Regions from separate parts of the Pan troglodytes genome. Here region 1 is linked to region 2. The links are chromatin contacts, called in public HiChIP or PLAC-seq maps. All regions are on one chromosome and are shown on one strand. Each heading gives the region's core, a stretch centred on a gene start, on an enhancer-like site or on the middle of the called end of the contact. The rest is flanking DNA. Distances are from core to core; before and after follow the strand shown.

Region 1 (4,592 bases), core at 819-3,318, 170 kb after region 2:
AATTCTCTTTTGCCTTGTGCCCCCACTGATTCGCCTCCATTGGCTATTTCCATGTTTGCCACCACAATTTTAATTACTTTTGGTAAGACCATGTATTTGTGATATTTTTATAATAGATATTTTACTGATTGGCCAGGTGAAGGAAGTGCATGAAGTATAAACTTCTGAAATGACACCCTTATTACTTATTCCAAAATGTTCTATTCAAAATGCTTCTCAGTACCAAACCATTATTACTATGCACCTTAGAAACCACTTTCTTTTTTAAAAATTATTATCTTTAGAGACAGGATTTCACCATAGGGCCCAGGTTGGTCTCAAACTCCTGGGCTCAAGTGATCTGCTCCCCCTCGGCCTTCCAAAGTGCTGGGATTACAGGCGTGAGCCACCGCGCCCGACCAGAAACCACTTTCTTTTGTTTGTTTGTTTGTTGTTTTTTTTTTTGAGACGGAGTCTCGCTCCGTTGCCCAGACTGGAGTGCAGTGGCGCAATCTCGCTCGCTGCAAGCTCCGCCTCCCGGGTTCACGCCATTCTCCTGCCTCAGCCTCCCGAGTAGCTGGGACTACAGGCGCCCGCCACCACGTCCAGCTAATTTTTTTATATTTTTTTAGTAGAGACGGGGTTTCACCGTGTTAGCCAGGATGGTCTTGATCTCCTGACCTCGTGATCCGCCCGCCTCGGCCTCCCAAAGTGCTGGGATTACAGGCGTGAGCCACCGCACGTGGCCCAGAAACCACTTTCAAACTTACTTTCCACTTAAAATATTTTATACTTTTTGTTTTGTTTTGTTTTGTTTTGTTTGAGACAGAATCTTGCACTGTGGCCCAGGCTGGAGTGCAGTGGCGCGATCTCGCTCACTGCAACCTCCCACCCCCAGGTTCAAGCGATTTTCCTGCCTCAGCCTCCAGAATAGCTGGGATTACAGGTGCCTGCCACCACACCTGGCTGATTTTTGTATTTTTAGTAGAGATGGGGTTTCACCATGTTGGCCAGGCTGGTCTCGGACTCCTGACCTCAAGCGATCCGCCGCGCCAGCAAAAACGTTTTAGTCTTATCTGTACTCATTTACTCATTCAATATTTATTGAGTGCCTACTATCACCAGGCACCTTTGAGGCCTAGGTTTACAGAAATAAGGCTCCCCCTCCCCAACCCCGAGTCCCCTGAAGGGTACTGTAATTGTTTCCATTTCTCCAATTTTCACTTTAATATATGTGAATTTTCACATGCTTCAGTTCAGTGGTTCTCATAATGTGGTCCCGGAACCAGCACCAACAGCAGCAGCAACTGGGAGACTTGTTAGAAACGCAGTCTTAGGCCCACCCAACACTCTAGGGATGGGCATAGGAGTAAGTGTGTGTGTGTGTGTGTGTGAGAGAGAGAGAGAGAGAGAGAGATTGTGTGTGTGTGTCAAGCTCGGTATTAAATAGGTCAAAGATCAACATCTGGCTTCTAAACCCACCCTCAGGCCTCTCCACCGAGTACCTGTCTCAAACCCAATCTGATCCAACAATAACCAGCCTTAATTCAATAATCTGTGCTACCTGAGATGATGGGAATAATCGTGGTACTATAAATGTTGCAGAACAAAAACGACTGCAGTAGATTTTCTGGGGCTACACCAACTGAAAATGGGCCGGACCGAGATCCGGGAGAGCGTTTTCCTGCGCTAGACACGGCGTTCAGCCTCCGGGTTCCGGGTCTAGCTGAGTCAGGGCGGCGTTCCAGCCGAGTGCGGCGTCGGAAACCCGTTCGGTTGCGCCCGAACCTTCGGTCAGAGGCCAGCGCTGGAAGCCCAGACCACAGCACCCGGGTTTAAACAGGAGCGGAGGCGCCGGGAAGGACCGGGGGGGCCGGCTAGGGCCGGCCAGCTTGGAAGCCGCACCCTCGCGGCCCCAGACGCCGGCAGGGCGGAGCCACGCGGCCGCAGCCCCAGCCGAGACGCGAGCTCGTGGCTCGGGCGTACGGGGGGCTACAACGGGAGCGGCTGCGCCGCCCGGCCGGGTCAACGTCGTGCGCATGCGCCGACCCGGCGCCATTTTGGTGGCCGGGCGCGGAGGTGATTCCACACTGAAGGGAGCGCGGCGGCCAGGGTGGTAGTGGCAGTGTTCGTGTGCTCAGGTCTGAATCGCCGAGGGAGGAGGCGGTGGAGGAAGAGGTGGCGGCGGTGGCGGTGGTCGTAGCGGTGGCGGAGGAGGCGGGTACGAATCAGCTGCGGGCGGAGACATGGCCAACATCGCGGTGCAGCGAATCAAGCGGGAGTTCAAGGAGGTGCTGAAGAGCGAGGAGGTCAGAAATGAACTCCCGGATATCCCCTACCTCTGCCTGGGGCGGGAGGGTCCTCCCAGCTGCGACCCCGATATCCCCGGTAGTCCCTGGGTGGTCCTCCTTGCGGCCGCCCTTCTGCCTGTGAGGAAGCACCAGTGTTCCCCTCCTCCTTCCGCCGCCTTCCCCTCCCCTCCCAGAGCGCTAGGATGGACGGTCTCGCGGGCGGGTGGTCTGGGGTGGAACATGGTTTGGGGAGGTGATGGACAGGGGGCAACTCCTCGGAGGGGTGGAAGCTCACAAGAGAACCCGAGGCGGTGGCCGCAGCTGGAAATGTGGCTGTGGGGTGGGGAGGGAGCAGGCCGAGCCTGAGAAAACCCGGGAAGTGGGTTGGGGGAAGGGGAAAGGTGGTAACTGGATCCCAAGAGCAGTGCTGCTCGAAGGCCCACACTTTTGAGGGTATTCGGGGTTATTGCCTGTCAGGCCTTCACTGTTCTTTTCTTAGGGAAGGAGCAGTGAGTCCTTAGGTATTGATTAAAAAGGAAGGACATTCAGAGTTAGTCCTTCTTAGTTGGGTGTTAGGAGTCAAAGGGAGACATAATAGAATACTGTCGTATTTGGTGGCAGGGGTAAGGGAATTTTCACCTGAGTTAGCAAGTTAATTCCAAATAAGATAATTATCTCTTTTCCACTTATCCCCCAGATTCCTAGGCCTCATCTTTATTGACATCTCAATCTTTTGAGTGGGCAAAGGCAAGGTGTTTGGTGTATTAAAGACATGTAAATATTGTTAGTTAGGAAACAAATAATGGAATGTATGAGTAGCTTATTTCAAAATATTGTTTACAAGTTACAGATCAGAGAGACTGTCCTAAGACAGTGCCTCTGTGACTCGTGTTGTGCCACGAAACTTCATTATAATGTCCCTCATAGTTAACTTGATTCTTACTTTTGAAAAGCAGACCTATTAAAAATGTGAAATTTCACCAGATTAATACATTGTTTCATCTCCTTATTGAGATTTATCACGACTTAACAGATTTTCAAAAAAGTTGCCTCCCGTTGCTCTTAAGTCCTGCAGAATTTAGATACATTTGTACTACGTTTATTTATGTAAGATATTCACAGTGCTCTAGTAATTTGACTCAAAATTATGCAAGTATTAGTACAGTTTCTCATACCAAGATCAACAAGAATGCCAGATTGTCTTCCCCACATGAATTAAACAAAAAGTAATACAGAAAATGATTATTTTTAAGATTCACATACCATTATTGAATATATCATTGCTATTTGTGTTTTTCTTTTACGGTTAGTACTTTAATAGTGTCAATAATAATTTGTGAAATTCAGCATTCTAAGTATGTGATGAGTATACATGGAGAAAAAATTATTTAAAATTCAAAAATGACAACAGACTTATTGAAAGTAGTATATAAGTCATGGTCGGTTTTACAGAGCATGTGTATGAACTCTGACCTCTATGTTTGTTCATATGCTAAAACTCTGAATGGAAGGATGACTTTGTATTTTGTGGTACAATGCAGAAGTAGAGTCATAAGTGTCTGTACTGATACAATGAAACAGCAATTTTAACTTATTTAATATGAAAATGTATTCCAGGTTAGTTGACATATATACTCCTAATGAAAGATAGCAGGTAATATTGTTGCCAACAACTGGAAACATTTCTTGTTTAATAAGGTTGTACAAGCCTGAAACTTAATAGACTTTTAATGCTTTATTTTCTGTTACTGTAAGTAACAGAAACAGTAAGTTACTACTCTGGTAATTAATGTGGTCTCTTTGCTTTTTATGAGCTGACTTTTCACCGTGGTATTCTTAGTACTAAGTTGAAGATTACCAGAAATACTTGTATTGCTCTCTAGTAATGCATATTAAAAAAACACTGCTCTTTATACGTAAGGGATGATGAAGCCTTACTTCAGATAAGCATCAAAAGTGTTTCAGAAGAAGAAAACAGGAAATGCAAATAGACAGGTTTTTTGTTGTTTTTGTTGTTTGTTTGTTTTGTTTAGAACAGTACCTGTATAAATATGGAAGGAAACTTCAGGGAAAATAAGTTGCAAAGAACATTTAGGAAAGGGTCACATCATTTAATCTTGGAATAAATATAACCAATAAATAGCTTATTTTCACCAGTATTTTTTGATATTTTAGTAGCCCCAGTTCTATAAGTGTATTGTTATTTTCAACTCATTGAAGACTTGTAGTATAGTCCATGTGTTTCCTTTTTAAGGGTGTAAATACAGTCTTTTGAATGGCTGATCAAATAAATGTTTCATCATGTCACTTTTTTGGTAAATC
Region 2 (5,015 bases), core at 870-3,369:
TTTTCTTTTTTTCTTTTTCTTTTTTTTTTTTTGAGACGTAGTCTCGCTCAGTTGCCCAGGCTGGAGTGCAGTGGCGCAATCTCGGCTCACTGCAAGCTCCGCCTCCCAGGTTCATGCCATTCTCCTGCCTCAGCCTCCCGAGTAGCTGGGACTACAGGCGCCCGCCACTACGCCCCGCTAATTTTTTTTGTATTTTTAGTAGAGACGGGATTTCACCATGTTAGCCAGGATGGTCTCGATTTCCTGACCTCGTGATCCGCCCGTCTCGGCCTCCCAAAGTGCTGGGATTACAGGCGTGAGCCACCACGCCCGGCCCCCATTTTCTATTTCTACTTTTATGTACCCTCTGGCCCTCTATTCTGCTGTCAGAGACATAGGAGTGTTTCCTTATTAAATGGGTTATTTTGAAATGAGTTTTTACCTCTGTATTTTGGGAGAGTCACAACAAACCAAACCGTTCCAAAACTACTCTTCATGTAAAATTTCATAATTCAAATAAACATTCCAACCCAGAAGGGGTCACTAACAAATAACAAATGCCCTACTACAATCTAAACGGAATATAATCCTTCTAGCCCCAGCTCTCTACAGCGTATTTTGCATAGGTACCCAGGAGCTAACGATGGGCATTATAGTTGGATACATCAGCTTCACACATTTTAATCATTTCCAGAAATTAAACAGTAAAAGATGCCTGGCCAGAGAAAAATATTTAATCAGTAAGAAAGCCGGTAATAATTTTATGTCTAAGGGTTATCATGTAAAGCTGTGGAAGTAAACAAGAAGGAAGATGGATTATGCTTATCCAGTTATAGATTTTGTTAGAAAAAGGAGTACAGCAACGGGAGAATAAATGAGATCTTTTCAATCAGGGTTGTCTACCCCTTACCTTAAACTGGATCCTGGCCACTAATAAGCACATCTCAGAGCAGACAGTCAGCTCTTTCATTTCCAGAACCCCCCTGAAGAAAGACTACTGTTCTCCATTTCTTAAGGGATTTGAAGAAACTCAAAGGCTCACTGTGTCTTTGAGGTCTGTCGATAGACAGCTACTGCTCTGTATGCCCATGAATAGATCCCTACCAGCGAACCCCTCTTTTTTCTATACGAGAATTCCTAACCCTACTAAGTTATCTTCCTATATATTTATAGGACGTATAATTTTTCAAGATCTCACACAAACATGGTCTCCCGAGGCACCCAGGAAAGGCCTTCCCCGACATCAAACAGAGCAATTCTGTGGTGCAGGGGGCCAACAATGGATTCCAGGACATCCCGGACAGATATCACGACAGTCTTAGTATTTTGCTCTCAAGAGGGATTTCTGGCTTCGTTTCTCTTTGGTTTCTTAAGAGGGGCGGCATGAGAAAAGCAGGAGCCCCTCAGGTGAGCAGACTCTTAAACACAAACAAAAAACTACGACTCTGCGGCCAAAATGAGGTCCCCAACGAGAGAACCGCTTCCTGTGGTGGGCGTTCGGCTTTGGAGGCGGCAGGGAAATCTCATCCAAGTCAGGAAAGTGGGTAAAGGCAGAAAGAGAAGGGGCTGGAAGACTCACGAGTCTTGAATAAGAAGCCCAGACGACCACATCCCCAGGACAGCAGTTCCAAAATGCGGTTCCCGCCCTAAGCCCCAAAGAGACGAAGGTCGTGAGACGGGAAGCCCGGGACCGAGCGCAGCGAGCGACCGGGAGCAGCGCGCACACCCCAGCCCCGCTCCCTCCACATCCCGCCCAGACCTGGGAGCATCCCGCCCGGGCGGCGGGGCCAGTCTGGGAGCGGCGCTTACCCACTTCCCAGCAGCAAGCGCAGGGACCGCTCCTATCCCGATCGTTCGGACAGCACCTTCCTACGGGCCGCGCCGCCGCAGCTTCTTCACCCGCGCCCCGCTCCGTCTGAGCTCCCTCTCGGCGCACGCCCCTCCCTCAGGCTGCCACGCGTTACACTCTGAGTCCCGGGCCTGAGCCCGTATTTAAAGGCTTTTGCCTGAGAAGGCGGAGGCTTCATTCCCCCGCAGCCAGGCCCTCCTGGACTCTGCCCTCAGCTGCTTCCTAGCTCCCCCTCCCGCTACACAAGGCCCAGGGCCGGGTCCCTATTTCCTTCAGGGCTCAGGGGCGGGGAGACTGGGGCTGGTCCTGGCTGGGAGGGCCTGCCCCGCCCCTGGCCGAGCTGGGCAAATCCGCTTTGGCCAGCTCAGCGGCTCCGCCCCTACCGCGAGCGGCGCTGGGCGGGGCTGCGTGCGTGGCGTGTCCGCTGGACCAGGGGGACGGGGGCGCGCCGCAGGAGTAGGCCCTTTGCGCGCCTACCCGGCGGTCGTGGGTTGAGGTGGGGGGGTCAAGAATTGTTGTCTAGCAGCCCTCTCCCCGCTGCCCTGTCCTGGCCGAGGCAAAGGCCGCGTGCGCTCCGCGTCTGCCAGGCTTTAGGGCTGCGCGGACACTGGGTGGGTGGTGGGCCGAGGCAACCGGAAGGTCCTGGCCGCCTTTCCGGTCTCCTCAGCACCCTGGAGCGCCGCCCTCGGGTTTCAGTCTCCTGGATCTGCGGGTCGGTCTCGGCGGGCGTATTACTCCTCGCCCACAACCTCGAGGCCCCGGGGTCAACCGCGCCCTCCGGGCGGGCAACCCAGGGTTTAGTCAGATTCCTCCTGACCCACCGCTTCTGGGAAAGAGGCGCCTCCCGTCAGGAGGATGCTGAGTTCCTCATGACTGGACCAGTGAGTGTCCACTCCCTGGTCCCTGGCGGGAGAGGCGGGACCCCCACGCCCTCCTGGCGCTCTTTGCAGAGATGTTCCTCAGGCCCAATCCGGGATTTGGGATGTCTGTGCGTGCTGTGGAGCGGAGAGTTTGCAACATGTAAGTGCCGTGCGTGAGGAAGAGTAAAATTAACCTATGGAGCCTGCTCATTTTTAATGTGGAGGGCAGTTCTGTTCCTTTCTTTCGCCGCTTCGAGGTCATTTTAACACTCAAATCTAACATATAAGAAAAAAAGCCAGGCATAGTCATGGCCTTTTATTTCCCTCATTAAGGATTACATCAGGTGACATAAGCCATTTTAACATACATCATGAAGAAAGTGATTAGTAATTTATAAAGGCACATTAAAATACCATATAAATTACGGTTTTCTTGATAGGATCATGATGGTGACTTTAAGAAAGTGGTTGAATGTGGATGAAACAGTTTGCTGTGGATTGTAGCACGTGTGGCAGGATATGTAGGCTTGTTGGTTGGTTGTTTTGTTTGAGACGGAGTCTGCCTCTTGTCGCCCAGGCTGGAGTGCAGTGGTGCAATCTCGGCTCACCTCAACCTCCTCCTTCCGGATTCAAGCGATTCTCCTGCCTCAGCCTCCCGAGTAGCTGGGATTACAGGCGCCCACAACCATGCCCGGCTAATTTTTATATTTTTAATAGAGACCGGGTTTTGCTATGTTGACCAGGCTGGTCTCAAACTCCTGACCTCAGGTGATCCGCCCGTCTCGGCCTCCCAAAGTGCTGGGATTACAGGTGTGAGCCACCATGCCTGGCCAGTATATGTAGGCTTTCTGCATTCTATGCAGTTCAGTTCATTCATCCAACAAATATTTAATGCCTGTTGTGTGTCAGACGTTATCCTAAAGGCTGAAGATGCAAAAGGGATTAAGACTGAATTCCTTTGGCCAGGCACGGTGGTTTACTCCTGTAATCCCAGCACTTTGGGAGGCCATAGCGGGTGGATCACCTGAGGTCAGGAGTTCCAGACCAGCCTGGCCAACATGGTGAAACCCCGGCTCCACTAAAAATGCAAAAAGTTAGCCGGGTGAGGCGGTGGGCACCTGTAATCCCAGCTGCTTAGGAGGCTAAGGCATGAGAATTGCTTGAACTCGGGGACCGGAGGTTGCAGTGAGCCGAGATCACGCCACTGCCCTGCAGCCTGGGGAACAGAACGAGACACTCACTGTCTCAAAAAAATAACCAAACAAAAAAGACTCAGTTCCTTCTTGCAAAGCTCACAGGTTGGGTAGAAGAGATATGTAAACAAGTAATTGCACTAGATATGACAAGTACATCTTTTTGAACATACATAGATTTAAGTTACCTAATACAGTTTGCTTTGTAATAAAAACCACTTATCTTAGTCCCTTCATTTTGAATTCAACATTTTTCTATTTAGTATTCACCTCACATTCTTTTTTAGTATTTTGGTAGAATCAGACTCTTCAAAACGGTTAATAGGATTTCAGAAATTAAGTCAATTTTCAGTGCCAGCTAGAATGGACCTTTGGATTTAGGACAGAGGTTCTCCAAATGTGAGCTGGGGACTGTAGACAATCTCCGAGGTTCTTTCTGGGATCCATGAAGTCAAAAAGTTTTCATGTGTTACTTGCTTTTTTCACTCTTGTTCTCTCACAAGTGTACAATGAAGTTTTGTGGAGACTATAATGTGCTATCAAAGCAGATAGAATTAAGCTGTTTTTTAAGTCAGATATTAGAGATTTACAAAAATGAAAACAATGCCAATCTTATTTTTTGTTTTTAAAATATAGTAATTTTTCATTGAAATATGATATTTATGTTAACATGTAATGGGCTTATTGTCAATTTTAAGGAATTAATCTTTTATATATAATTTGTCAGTTTTCATTTCTAATATGGTAAATACCAATAGTTACACAATCCACATGAAAAAAACTTATTTGAGTCTTCAATTTTTAAACATGCCAAGGGGTCTTGATACTACAAACTTTGAGAACTGCCAAGGTAGGCTAGTTATTTTCAAATTATGTTTCATGGAGCCCTGAATCCTCTGGTAGTGTGTCAGAAATCTGTGAGGATAGAGAATCAGTAGGAAGTTAAAGACAAGTATCTGGGTTCCCACATCTCCTCGTCTTCTCTAATGGCAGTTCAATTTTTCTCTGTTTATCTGGTTTTTTGTTTTTTGCTTTTTGTTTTTTTTTTCTTGAGACGGAGTCTCGCTCTGTCACCCAGGCTGGAATGCAATGGTGCAGTCTTAGCTCACTGCAACCTCCACCTCCCAGGTTCAA

What was found. HiChIP or PLAC-seq counts read pairs in DNA pulled down with a chosen protein or histone mark.
Region 1: a contact with region 2 is called in an H3K4me3 HiChIP or PLAC-seq map of stem cell-derived excitatory neurons, with 2.3 times the contacts expected there. The contact joins the promoter of UBE2K here to the promoter of UGDH in region 2. A contact is called at or near these places in 1 of 7 Hi-C or Micro-C datasets (stem cell-derived neural progenitor cells) and 1 of 1 datasets of contacts at active chromatin or transcription factors (stem cell-derived excitatory neurons).

What each region holds. Positions count from the first base shown.
Region 1 is chr3:40,024,753-40,029,344 of NHGRI_mPanTro3-v2.0_pri, forward strand. UBE2K (ubiquitin conjugating enzyme E2 K) reads left to right here and starts at 2,069. Exons shown (of 7, transcript NM_001246525.1): 1 at 2,069-2,288. The coding sequence starts at 2,226.
Region 2 is chr3:39,853,945-39,858,959 of NHGRI_mPanTro3-v2.0_pri, forward strand. It overlaps UGDH (UDP-glucose 6-dehydrogenase), which reads right to left and starts at 2,120. Exons shown (of 12, transcript XM_001142520.7): 1 at 1,789-2,120.